Linked DNA regions of Mus musculus: region 1 is linked to region 2. The links are chromatin contacts, called in public Hi-C maps. All regions are on one chromosome and are shown on one strand. The core of a region is the stretch at or near the end of the contact, and the rest is flanking DNA. Distances in the headings are between cores, read along the strand shown. Region 1 has its middle 79 kb from the start of Galnt3. Region 2 overlaps Slc38a11 (solute carrier family 38, member 11).

Region 1 (6,068 bases), core at 2,882-5,381, 700 kb before region 2:
CAGATTGCTGCCCTAACAGAGCATCACCAACTCTGTGATTTAAAACCATGCATGCTGTTGCTGTAGAGACCTACAGGGCAGAAGCCTGACGGGAAGCTGTTAGCAAGAGTTATCTGTCCTCTGGAGGCAGTCTAATGGAAACATTGATATTGATAATGAAACAATGTATTCCATATCCCAAAACACCACAGGTGACAACCTAGATTATTGTATCCAGCAAAACTATCAGCCACAATTGAGAGAGAAAGAAAAAAAAATCTACAAACAGGTTAAATGAATTCATGTCCACCCAACCAACAAATAAAAAGCCTGGTCATGATACTCCAGGAAGATAATAAAGCTACATTTAATGGTATTATCAGGTAAGCATGGGTCTCTTTAAAATCATATCAAATAAAATCATATCAAAGTTCAGCAGTAATATGGGATTCTGAGAATTTGGTCTGCAGTGATTTATGTGTGCACGTGGTGGTGGCTCCACATCAAATCTGGATCAAAAGGAAAAAGGAAAAAGGAAATCTGATTTAGGTGTGAAAGTTTAGCTGGTGTGCTCTTAGTCTGCGAACTGCCTCAGTTACGCAGCTCATTAGCTTCTAGAAGAAATGCGCCCGTCGTCCTAAGCCTCACTTTACTCTCACACTGCCTGTCCAAGGCAAGCCTCTTAAAAGGCGTTGCATCCCAAACACGGACAGTGTCTGATACAACACCCATGACCGTGGGAAGGAAGCAGAGCGAGACTGCCCGAACCTTCTCCCTCCTGTCAGTCACCTTCTTCCCACCGCCTTCCCTCTTGCTCTTCATATGGCTGGGTCTTCTGAAACATTCCTCTGCATCATGGACTGTCATCTTGGGGCAGAATCCTGTTTCCATGGTGAGATGGCCTCCTTGCCTCAACGCAGCAGCTTCTCCAGGGTGACTGATCAGTGTAAAGTAGATCAACCAACATGGAAGGCCTTTATCCTGGAAGTGGATTCCTGGACTTCCACTAGGTGGCTTGATGAGGACAGCCAATCACCTATTCACTCTCCAATGCCTCGTCTCACCTCAACCTGCTCAGTGAGATCATACAAATGGGTCCCTTAGCCTCACTCCCAGAGATTCTGATTTAACCCTGATTTAATTTAATTTAATTCTGATTTCTGTGAGAAATTCCCTGGCATCTATAATTTTATGAATGTCCAAGGTTATTCTAATTCAAACCCAAGATACAAGTCCACTGGCTGGACTGAGAGCATCTTATGGGAGTACAGGTTTGGGCATGGCTAATAGTTATAGTTGTTAGCACCCTTTTATATGGAGTATACTGACAAATTTCCAACCTGTTTAAATGTGTGGCACTCATTTAAAATCTAATTAAAAGTTGCAAGAGAAACTAGCGCCACTGGAGTGGAATTCCTAAGCACCTAGCCCTGGAGACACTCTTTGAATGGAGGTGGTTCTTTCAACTATTAGCTGGAAAACCTTAAGTGCTTGAACTTGTCTAACCTTCAGCTTAATTGTGAGTTGCACAGAACAACCCTCAGTTTATGGGTTGTGAAAAATCACCTATGAGATGTATGTAAGGCATTAGCATATTGTAAGCACACTAAGTCTTGTGCCCCTTTTAATACAGAAGAGGAATTTTAGGGAAAGTCCCAAAATGAGCACCAGCAACAATAACAGAAACAAAAATCAGAATACCTCATTAAGCATCCTTGGTAATATAACAGTTTATCTATCTATCATCTATCTATCTATCATCTATCTATCTATCATCTATCTACCTATCATCTATCTATCTATCATCTATCTATCATCTATCTACCTATCATCTATCTACCTATCTATCATCTATCTATCTATCTATCTATCTATCTATCTATCTATCTATCTATCATCTATCTATCATCTATCTATGTATCTATCTATCTATCTATCTATCTATCTATCATCTATCTATCTATCATCTATCTATCTATCTATCTATCTATCTATCTATCTATCTATCTATCATCTATCTATCTATCTATCTATCATCTATCTATCTATCTATCTATCATCTATCTATCTATCTATCTATCTATCTATCATCTATCTATCTATCTATCTATCATCTATCTATCTATCTATCTATCTATCTATCTATCATCTATCTATCTATCATCTATCATCTATCTATCTATCTATCTATCTATCTATCTATCTATCTATCTACCTATCATCTATCTATCTATCTATCTATCTATCTATCTATCTATCTATCTATCATCTATCATCTATCTATCTATCTATCTATCATCTATCTATCTATCTATCTATCTATCTATCTATCTATCTATCATCTATCTATCTATCTATCATCTATCATCTATCTATCTATCTATCTATCTATCTACCTATCTATCTATCTATCTATCTATCTATCTATCTATCATCTATCTATCTATCTATCTATCTATCATCTATCATCTATCTATCTATCTATCATCTATCTATCTATCTATCTATCTATCTATCTATCTATCTACCTATCATCTATCTATCTATCATCTATCTATCTATCTATCTATCTATCTATCTATCTATCATCTATCATCTATCTATCTATCTATCTATCTATCTATCTATCTATCATCTATCATCTATCTATCTATCTATCTATCTATCTATCTATCTATCATCTATCATCTATCTATCTATCTATCTATCTACCTATCATCTATCTATCTATCTATCTATCTATCATCTATCTATCTATCTATCTATCTATCTATCTATCTACCTATCATCTATCTATCTATCTATCTATCATCTATCTATCTATCTATCATCTATCTATTTATCATCTATCTATCATCTATCTATCTATCTATCTATCTATCTATCTATCTATCTATCTACCTATCATCTATCTATCTATCTATCATCTATCATCTATCTATCTATCTATCTATCTATCTATCTATCTATCTATCATCTATCATTTATCTATCTATCTATCTATCTATCTATCATCTATCTATCTATCTATCTATCTATCTACCTATCATCTATCTATCTATCTATCTATCTATCTATCTATCTATCTACACATGCTAGGCAAATGTTATATTAGGGAGGATGCCCAATGAGGTAAGTACCCATGCATAATGATGGATATAGATAAAAATACGGACATAAACATAGATGATATACATGTAAATGTAGATATTCAGAATAATATAGATAGATATAGATAGATAGAAATAGATATATAGGTAGACGTAGATATAAATATATCTGGGGCCAGAACTGTTGTCTTCTAGCTAGTATCTGTCTCCCCTTCAAATTCACAATGATGTAGGTAATAAGTGATTTAGAGACAACAGCATTTTCCCCACTTAGGTCTCGCTTCTAAAGTACGACATGTACTACGCAGGTCATCACCCTCCCTTACTGCTTTTTAGCTATGCGATTAGGACTTGGGAGTTAAACTTACAAGAACCAGTCAGAGAATGCTATGGTACACCTCATTTGGCAATGACCTCCGTCTGCTTTAGAGACAGTAATATGTACACAATTTTAAGTGAGACACTAGTATTTCCTCTATGGCTAGGTAGTCGAGTTTAAGTATAATCCTGAAACTATGCTTTCTACACAATGTTCCGGGTCATATGCAGTTACTTACATGTAAAATAAGGTAAAATCAGTTAGGAGGTATGCTACTTGGTTGTATTGGACACATGCCAAGTGAGACATTTCAAGTCGCTACCGGCAAGTGTGTTGAACATCATATGGGCACAGAACACATAACTTACACAACCTCAGAAGATCGTGTAAGTTAGGCAGTACACCACTATAGGACCTGTTTGCTTTTCCATTATACCTAAAAATCATGAGTTGAGGTTTCTCTAGTAACCGCATTAGTTGTACGCCTTGAAAATTGGGAACAGGATGGCATTGTATGGAAAAATCAGCAGAGAGGAAGCACACAAGAAGAAACTCGAAAATGGAGTTGTTTTGTCTGAACTGACGGCGGGCAATTGGTAGTTCAAGCAAGAGCAAATTTCCCCTTAGGTAGAAAGCAAAGAACAGCCCAGCTAAAGGGTCTGTGCTGCTTATGTCTGGAAGGCTGGGAATGGCGCATTGTCTGATACACAGCTCTGGCAGCCAAGGCGTCCACTGGGCTCCCAGTAGGTTCCTGCTGGCAGTTGTCACCATGACAACACTCAAGACGAGGCCAGAGACCCGAAAGCAGCTGCTCCCCTGCCATTGCCCCCGTGCCCCCCGCCCATGCAGAGTGGCCCTAACAACCTAATTGGTCAATCACTGTGAAATCTCCCAAGAGCTCAATTTAAACTCAATTTATTTCAGTAAAAATGTAAGTCCTGGAAAGAAGTCCAGATATTAAACCTAACCCCAAATAAATTGTTAGGCCTCTCTCTGTTTTTTTTTTTTTTTTTTTTTTTTTTAAGAAAACATAAATTGCACCATATCCTGTCAGTGTGCTGATTCCTGTAGGAGACAGTGCTGCTCCCCGCCAGTTCTGCCTGTCTTTGCAAGCACATGGTAGGGCAGGATTACCCAGTGCCTTTGTTCCCCAGGAACGGTGAGAGCGTGAGAGCGTATCTGTAGGAAATCACTCGTGAGGGTGCCCACTTGGTAATAGGAATTAAAATCCACTTCTGTGTCAGTGTGATGGACTTTGCAATGTTTGAGTGGGAGGGACACCTGTCACTCCCAGGTAGAAACCTAAGGGAACATTGTGGATGTCCGCCTCTCTGAGTGTCCAGGGTGGCAAAAAGCTCTTTGAGTCCCACTGTCTGAGGAGGAAGAAACAGGGCAAAGCTTTGCCCGTTCGTTCAGGGCAGGCCTGAAGGCAGACCAGAGTCCATGCTGTGGGGGCTTTGGGTGTCCCTTGCTTCTCTAACACATTCTAGAATCTTGTGACTAAAAATATACTAGTAAAAAGAGTTCACAGAAAGGATATATCTGAAATGAATTATTTTTAGGGATATTGTACAAGAAGAAATCTACCAAGTGCAGAATCTACTGAGTTGGGTTTGGTTTTGTTTGTTTGTTTGTTTGTTTTAAATATCTGCGAAATTGTAGGAACTTTTTTCGTGCTGATGTTGTTTTGCACAGTAAGATAGCTTACGGTTGGTTTATGTTAAAAGAAAATGTTGTTCGGCTACTAGTAACTATCTTGGTCTCCAAAGACTTCTTGATATTAAAATATACACAAAATATTGAATATTGCCAGTACAATGACATTAAGGTTATGAAGGAAAATATTCTAGGCCTCACTTTTAGTAAATTGACACTATGTGTAAATCTGCTGAGAAAAAAAGGTGAGCTATGCTTTATGGATTATTTGATATTTTAATGACCTTCAGAGCAATGTGAAATATGAACACTCAATTTTTATAACTTTAGATACAATGGCTTGATTTTTCTCAGTTCATCTATATTTTAATAAAGTGGATTTTTCAATGGCTTGTGATTGTGACAAAATGTCAAGCATTCCTTAAGGGCTTTGTCATATTGTCATATTTATCATAATTAAAGCAATATCTCAAACAATAAAACAATAGCAACCAAAAAAAAAAAAGAAACTGATTATTTTAATGCCAACTTCCTTATTACAATCTGAGGAGCGGGTTACTTGAGAAAGATCAGTTCTATGGTTTGTATGTGTCTTCTAGTGTTTTGAAAATCTGTGTGGAATAAAATTTAAAATTTTAAAGGAGTCATTTTATAAACATGAAACTTAGCATTTAACTCTTTTAAAACACAATTCAATGAATAAAGCTGATGGGTTTTATTAAAGCCACAGCTATTATTTTCTTTCCTTTATTTCATTATTCAGAATACAATAAAATATCTTATAATGAAATCGTTATTATTATTATTATTATTATTATTATTATTATTATTATTATTTTAACGCAGAAACATCAGGGATCACCTGAGTGAAAACCTCGTATTTCCATTCAGGATGTAGACCTCTGGTGTTCTGCCTGTTGACCAGTAAGGGGCGCCATCACAAAGTGATTGCAGAGATCTGAGGTCTGCGGGGCTTTTCTGGTGTCCATCTTGTTCAGTTGCTT
Region 2 (5,999 bases), core at 62-2,561:
CTTTAATCCCAGCACTTGGGAGGCGAGGCAGGCAGATTTCTGAGTTCAAGGCCAGCCTGGTCTACAGAGTGAGTTCCAGGACAGCCAGGGCTACACAGAGAAACCTTGTCTCGAAAAAAACCAAAAACAAACAAACAAACAAACAAACAAAAAACAAAAAAAAACCCAACAACAACAAAAAAACCCAACAAAAACAAAAATAAAAAACCTGTGAAAGGATGATGAAATATTGTTCTCCACAACAGCTGCCTTCCAGCAGGTCTGCAAAAGGAGAAAGGCTTAGCTCTATTGAAGGGGCAGGCCACTGAGAGTCTGAGCAAGCCCCAGTAAGTATAACGTTAACACTCATTAGACTTTTCTCTTTTTGCTGGGGTGAGGTCACAAGGGAGTGGGTGGGCAGGGAAGGAAGTGAATGTGGTAGGGGTGTATGATGTGAAATCCTCAAAGAATAAATAGAAATATTATGTTGGGGGAAGAAGGGTATGGTAGAAAAGTGACCGAGGAAGACACTGGTGTTGTCCTCTGACCTTTACACACTCATGTTCTTACACACACCCATAATGGTGTTCTTCAAATGAATACACAAAACACACAGCAACAGCAATAATGATGCTATTGATGGTTTCTGAGGTAAGATCCTACTCTACTCCCTCCCACCTGCTTGTTTGTGTGAAATCAACCCAGCAAGAGCACTTAGTGAAGAGTCGGCAAGGGAATCAAAGATTAGATGATAATTAGAATCAAAGGAAGTTGATATCTCAAGTGATGAAACATGTCCATGATTACATGACTTGTTTCACGTGGGTCATTTTTTTTCTTTGTGTGTGATTTTTAAAAAAAGATTTACTTATTATTATATGTACGTATACTGTAGCTGTCTTCAGACACGCCTGAAGAGGGCGTCAGATCTCATTACGGATGTTTGTGAGCCACCACGTGGTTGCTGGGATTTGAACTCAGGACCTTTGGAAGAGCAGTCAGTGCTCTTACCCACTGAGCCATCTCTCCAGCCCGTGGGTCATTTTTTTGTAAGAACAAAAGTAAATTCTGTCACCACCACCACCACCCCCCAAAAATCAACATTAAGTTTTCTGAAAATTTAAATCAAAGTTTAAAAATTGTATTTAAAGTCAGTGAATCCATTTTGACATTGAGAGTAATCACAAGGGAGGATTTTTTTTTTTTCCTGCCAGCTCATGTCAAACACAGATCTGTATCAAGGAGTCTGACACAAATGCGCTGGGAGGGAGCGGTGGCTGAGGAGCCAGCTGGTGCCGAGCCTGGGGAAGTGGTCAGCTCTGCCTGTCACTTAGAGCTTGTGCTATGACAGAAAACAGGAAACGCTGAGCTGTGCCTAGGGGTAGCCAGAGCATTTAACTCTAAGCTGTGTCTGATTGAAGCAGTTAATTTAGAGCAGGTTCTGCCTACACGGATCACTCGGAAGCATCCTGTGCTCTGCGGAAGAGTTTGAGTGTGCGCTACCAGAAGGTACGAGGTGTTCTGAGCCTCCTGGCCCAGAGGTGCAGTGTCCTAAGGTCCAGCAGGAATACCTCGAAGCTTGGTTGTTGTTTTGGTGTTATTTATTAGAAACAGGGGCTCAATATATAGTCTAGGCTAGCCTGAAATTTGCTTTGTAGACCAGGCTAGCCCAAGCTTACAGACATCCACTTGCCTCTGCCTCCTGAGAGCTGAGATTTCAGGTGAGACACCATGCCCAGCCTGAAGCTTGTTTTTAATCACTTCATAAAGACAGGGTTGTTTGGTAGGACAACATTTCTGATCCCTCGGCCATTATGAAGATAACAAATTTAAGTTTCTAATCAATACAAGATGCAGGACTCCAAGGATCCAAACCATCACCCACATCTGGCAGCTCACCACCAGCTGCAACTCCAGCAACGGAGGAGCTTATGTCTTCTTCTGGCCTCTTCAGGCATGCCCATATATGACATATGCTCTCACAGACATACATATAAGTAAAAATGATTAAAAATAAGTTTTTTCTTTAAAAGCATAGAGGACTATGTATATAGCTTTGTAGTTAGCATACAGGAAAACCTGATTTTGACCCCCAGCATCCCCCCCCCACCAAAAAGGCTAAACAAAAATTATATAATTAACATCTGTTAAGGTTTTTTTTTATGTAAAGGAAGCAATCATTTCTTTTTGAAGCACTGGTCATTCTACGGCTGCAAACTACTCTATACCAAGCCCAAGGTCACTTCAGACCTTGTAATTCATAGACACTAAAGTTTTCAAAATGAAGTCCCTTGCCTTCTCTTACTCTTCCTTCCTACCCCCTTCTCCCTTTTCCCTGCTTCATTCCTTCTTTCACTTTCCTGTTTGCTGGTTTGCCCTGTTTGACTTTTAGGCTTAATCCCTTTTGTTAACCTTCTTCCAAATGCTCACACAAGAAAGATACTGGGTCACCCTGACTGGCTTCCTGTTCTGCTAAGCCTTCTAGAGAGATCAGCCTCTCAGTTTGTTCCTGTACCACCCACCACCACCCTAGGATCCCACCCCCATCCCCCACGCTCCGCCTCTTCCAGGTTCCAGACACTCTCTCTCCAGGATCCCAAAGCACCCTGTTTTTCTTTGTTTTCCCCTTTTATTGGCACACCCAGGGTAGCTCACTAGTGTCTGAGCCCCGCCCACTCCCAGCTGGCATGACCTAAGCCACTCTTTCTCATGTTGTGTGTCTTCCTCATGATTCTCCACAGTTATGACTTAAACATCCAATTTCTTTTCACAAAATATTTTCTCCTCAGATGTCTCTTCTTTTAGTAAAAGATTCTGGGATCTCAGGACAGAGGGGGAAATCCATGTGTCCTATCCTTGTTTAGTTATATAATCAACAAACTGTACGTGTGTGTGTGTGTGTGTGTGTGTGTGTGTGTGTGTGTGTGTGTGTGTGTGCTGGTACCTGCGGAGGCCAGAGAGATCCAATATGGATAGTGGGAAGAGAACTGGAATCCTTTGGAAGAACAGGAAGTGCTTTCAACTGCCAAATCATCTCTCTAGGCCCAGGTTAAAAGTTTTAGTATTGGTTTACATGGAGGTGTAAGTGCAAATTTTATTATTTCAAAGACATTTTATGCTTTAGAAAAGTTATTTCTCTTTATGTGGAGTTTATACTCTGCTGTGATCTAATGGAAAGGGATGGTATATTAGTCAGGGTTCTCTAGAATATAGAATATATTCTGTATATATTCTACAGAATGACATTTTCTACAGAATGACTTACAGGCTGTGGTCCACTTAATTGAACAATGGCTGCCTATAAATAGAAGTTTCAAGAATCCAATAGTTACTCCCTCCATGAGGATAAATATCTCAGTTGGCATTCTATATATGTTGGAATCCCCAAGAAGTAGGCTCTAATGACAATTATGAGGAATGGACATGCTATTGATATGAAAGCAAGCAGGTAAAAAGTAAAATCCCTAAATAGAAGGAGTGGACTAGATTTCAACTAGGTCTTCCATCTTCAAAAGATCTAGATTAAAGGTGTGTCTTCCCACCACAAATATCCAGATTAGAATGGCCTAGTCGGCCATCACTGGAAAGAGAGGCTCATTGAACACTCAAACTTTATATGCCCCAGTACAGGGGAACGCCAGGGCCAAAAAGTGGGAGTGGGTGGGTAGGGGAGTGGCGGGGGGGGGGAAGGGTATGGGGGACTTTTGGGGAAGCATTGGAATGTAATTGAGGAAAATATGTAATAAAAAATATTTAATAATAAAAAAAAGAAGTAGATCTTCCCACTTCAAGTTAAAAAAAAATCCTCACACATGTGCTCCATTTGGAGGTCTTAGTTAATTCCTGACATAATCAGGTTGACAACCAAGAATAGCCATCACAGGTAGATAAGTAATTCTTTCTCAAAAATTATCCAACTAATTACTGCAACATTATTTCTAATAATGAAAATAAAGAAACAATGTAAGTTTCTACTCCATGATAAATAAGGAAAATACAACAAACACATACAACATAATGCTATTCCACCATTAAAACCAAAACAAAACAAAAATAACAACAACAACAACAAAACTCAAATCATATAATGTGCCACAACAGGGGAATGAAAATCATAAATAAAAATATAAAATAAAGCCACAAACAGAAAGACAAGTATTATATGATCTCGCTCACTTGGGTAATATTTTAAAAGTTGATCTCAGGAAGGGTTTAGTCATACATGTGTTTATTACCATCACTTGGGAGGTGGAAATAAGCAAATCTGTAGGAATCCCAGGCCAGCTAAGGTATATAATGAGAACATGTCTCCAAAAGGCACACAAAAACAGTTACTTTCTTACAAGTTAAAGAGTTAAATGGTTGCCACGAGAGGCTTAGGAGGAGGTATACAAAGACACAATTAACAGAAATAAGTTCTATGTTCTATATTCAGTAGAATGGTTATTGATAATAATAATGTACTGTTTATGGTTAAAAGCTAGAAAAAAGTATTTTACATATTTTTATGATAGAGAATAAATGATTGAGTATGTAAATGTGCATGTGTGTGTGTGTTTGTCCTGATTTAAAATTTACCTGGTCTATACATGTATCACAACAAAATCACAGGGTCCACCATACATATGCAGATTTTTGTTCAGATGAAAAACATAACAAATTTTCTACCAGCTTTATTCTGTGTCCCTTCTTTTTAAGACAGGGTTTCTCTGTGTAGCCCTGGCTGTCCTGGAACTCACTTTGTAGACCAGGCTGGCCTCGAACTCAGAGATCCGCCTGCCTCTGCCTCCCGAGTGCTGGGATTAAAGGATGCACCACCACCGCCCAGCCTGAGCCCCTCCTTTACCTGCCAGTTTCTAGTCTATGTTACTCTACATGTGATCCAAAGATTAAAAAAAGAAAAAGTAAGAAATATCAGAATTAGTGTTTAGATGAAATCTTTGAGAGTCAACCCTTGAAAATATTCCTTCACTTAAAACCACAAATTTTGTTTTACGTACATGTGCCTGTTTAAGCATACAATATGAGTTTGATTCGGTAAAATTGTAGGAAAACAGCTTGCTTGCTATGACTAAGAAAATAAATACTGAATCATATGCTTTTGTGTATGTGCTAAAATTCATAGGCTTACCCACACTAATGTGTTAACATGGTAAGTGTACTAACAGATGTTTCTATGAGACTAGCCTGGCATTGATTATGAAGGCCATTTCTGGTGATGTATTAATCATACAAATTGCTTGAACGTATTGCTAATATCTTTGTATTTTGACATTTGTCATCTAAAAGCAGAAAGACTGTAATTTCATTGGTTTTTCAGCTAGGTTGGGTATCAAATTTTATGTCATCTCATAAATTATACCAGGAGGATATAGCCATTCCTTTTCTTCTCTTCTCTCTCTTTTCCTCTGTCCCCCATGTCTCTTTCCCCCTCCCCATCTCCATCCCTTAGTTGCTCTTCCCCCTCCCTCTGCCTTCCCCCTCCCTCTGCCCTCCCCGTCCCTCTCCCCCCCCCCTCCTCCTTCCTGGACCTGTTTCTGAACTCAGTCTTATTCTGTGACAAACCGTTGAAAACCCACATCCTGTTACCTCTATCATTTTCCTAGATTTGGAACACATTGCACATTCAGAGCATATCAGAAAGTTAAAGCCCTCTGCTAACACTGCCCAACAGGGATCATTTTATAAGTATATTAAATAAGTGTGCATGTTTCAGTTGCTCATTAAGGCTGGAATTTGCCAGGCTGACTGGAGGGAGAGAGAGCAGTGAAGGCAGCAGGTGGCAGTAGCTTCCACTCAAAGAACAGAGATTCCCAGCAGGTCCGGAAACGACGGGAGGCCTCCCGCTCAGGCTAGCTTTCCTGAAAGACAGTTTTCCCCCTCTGAGAGCTGCTCAGTTCATTTATAGAAAGATGATATACTGCACAAACTCCACAGACGTTGGACAAAACAAATGGGACTCGCTTGTGTCCTCTTCATTCAGACAATGAATAACAAACGTGAAGGCTGAGTTTTCATCT

The links. A called contact is a pair of places that touch in the nucleus more often than the background predicts.
Region 1: a Hi-C map of the N1E-115 cell line shows a contact between it and region 2, with 5 times the contacts expected there. The contact joins two enhancer-like sites. A contact is called at or near these places in 1 of 484 Hi-C or Micro-C datasets (the N1E-115 cell line), 1 of 115 datasets of contacts at active chromatin or transcription factors (embryonic stem cells) and 1 of 9 other capture datasets (embryonic stem cells).

The regions. Positions count from the first base shown.
Region 1 is chr2:66,042,289-66,048,356 of GRCm38.p6, reverse strand. No RefSeq gene overlaps it. Among named protein-coding and RNA genes, the nearest start is that of Galnt3, 79 kb to the left of the region's middle. Within about 2 kb of position 4,131, at least 28 of the 459 cell types and tissues checked have an H3K27ac peak or open chromatin away from gene starts, as enhancers often do. A contact at or near this core is called in the N1E-115 cell line, where this site is marked.
Region 2 is chr2:65,337,618-65,343,616 of GRCm38.p6, reverse strand. The region is part of intron 7 of Slc38a11 (solute carrier family 38, member 11); the gene reads left to right. Among named protein-coding and RNA genes, the nearest start is that of Slc38a11, 23 kb to the left of the region's middle. Within about 2 kb of position 1,311, at least 115 of the 459 cell types and tissues checked have an H3K27ac peak or open chromatin away from gene starts, as enhancers often do. A contact at or near this core is called in the N1E-115 cell line, where this site is marked.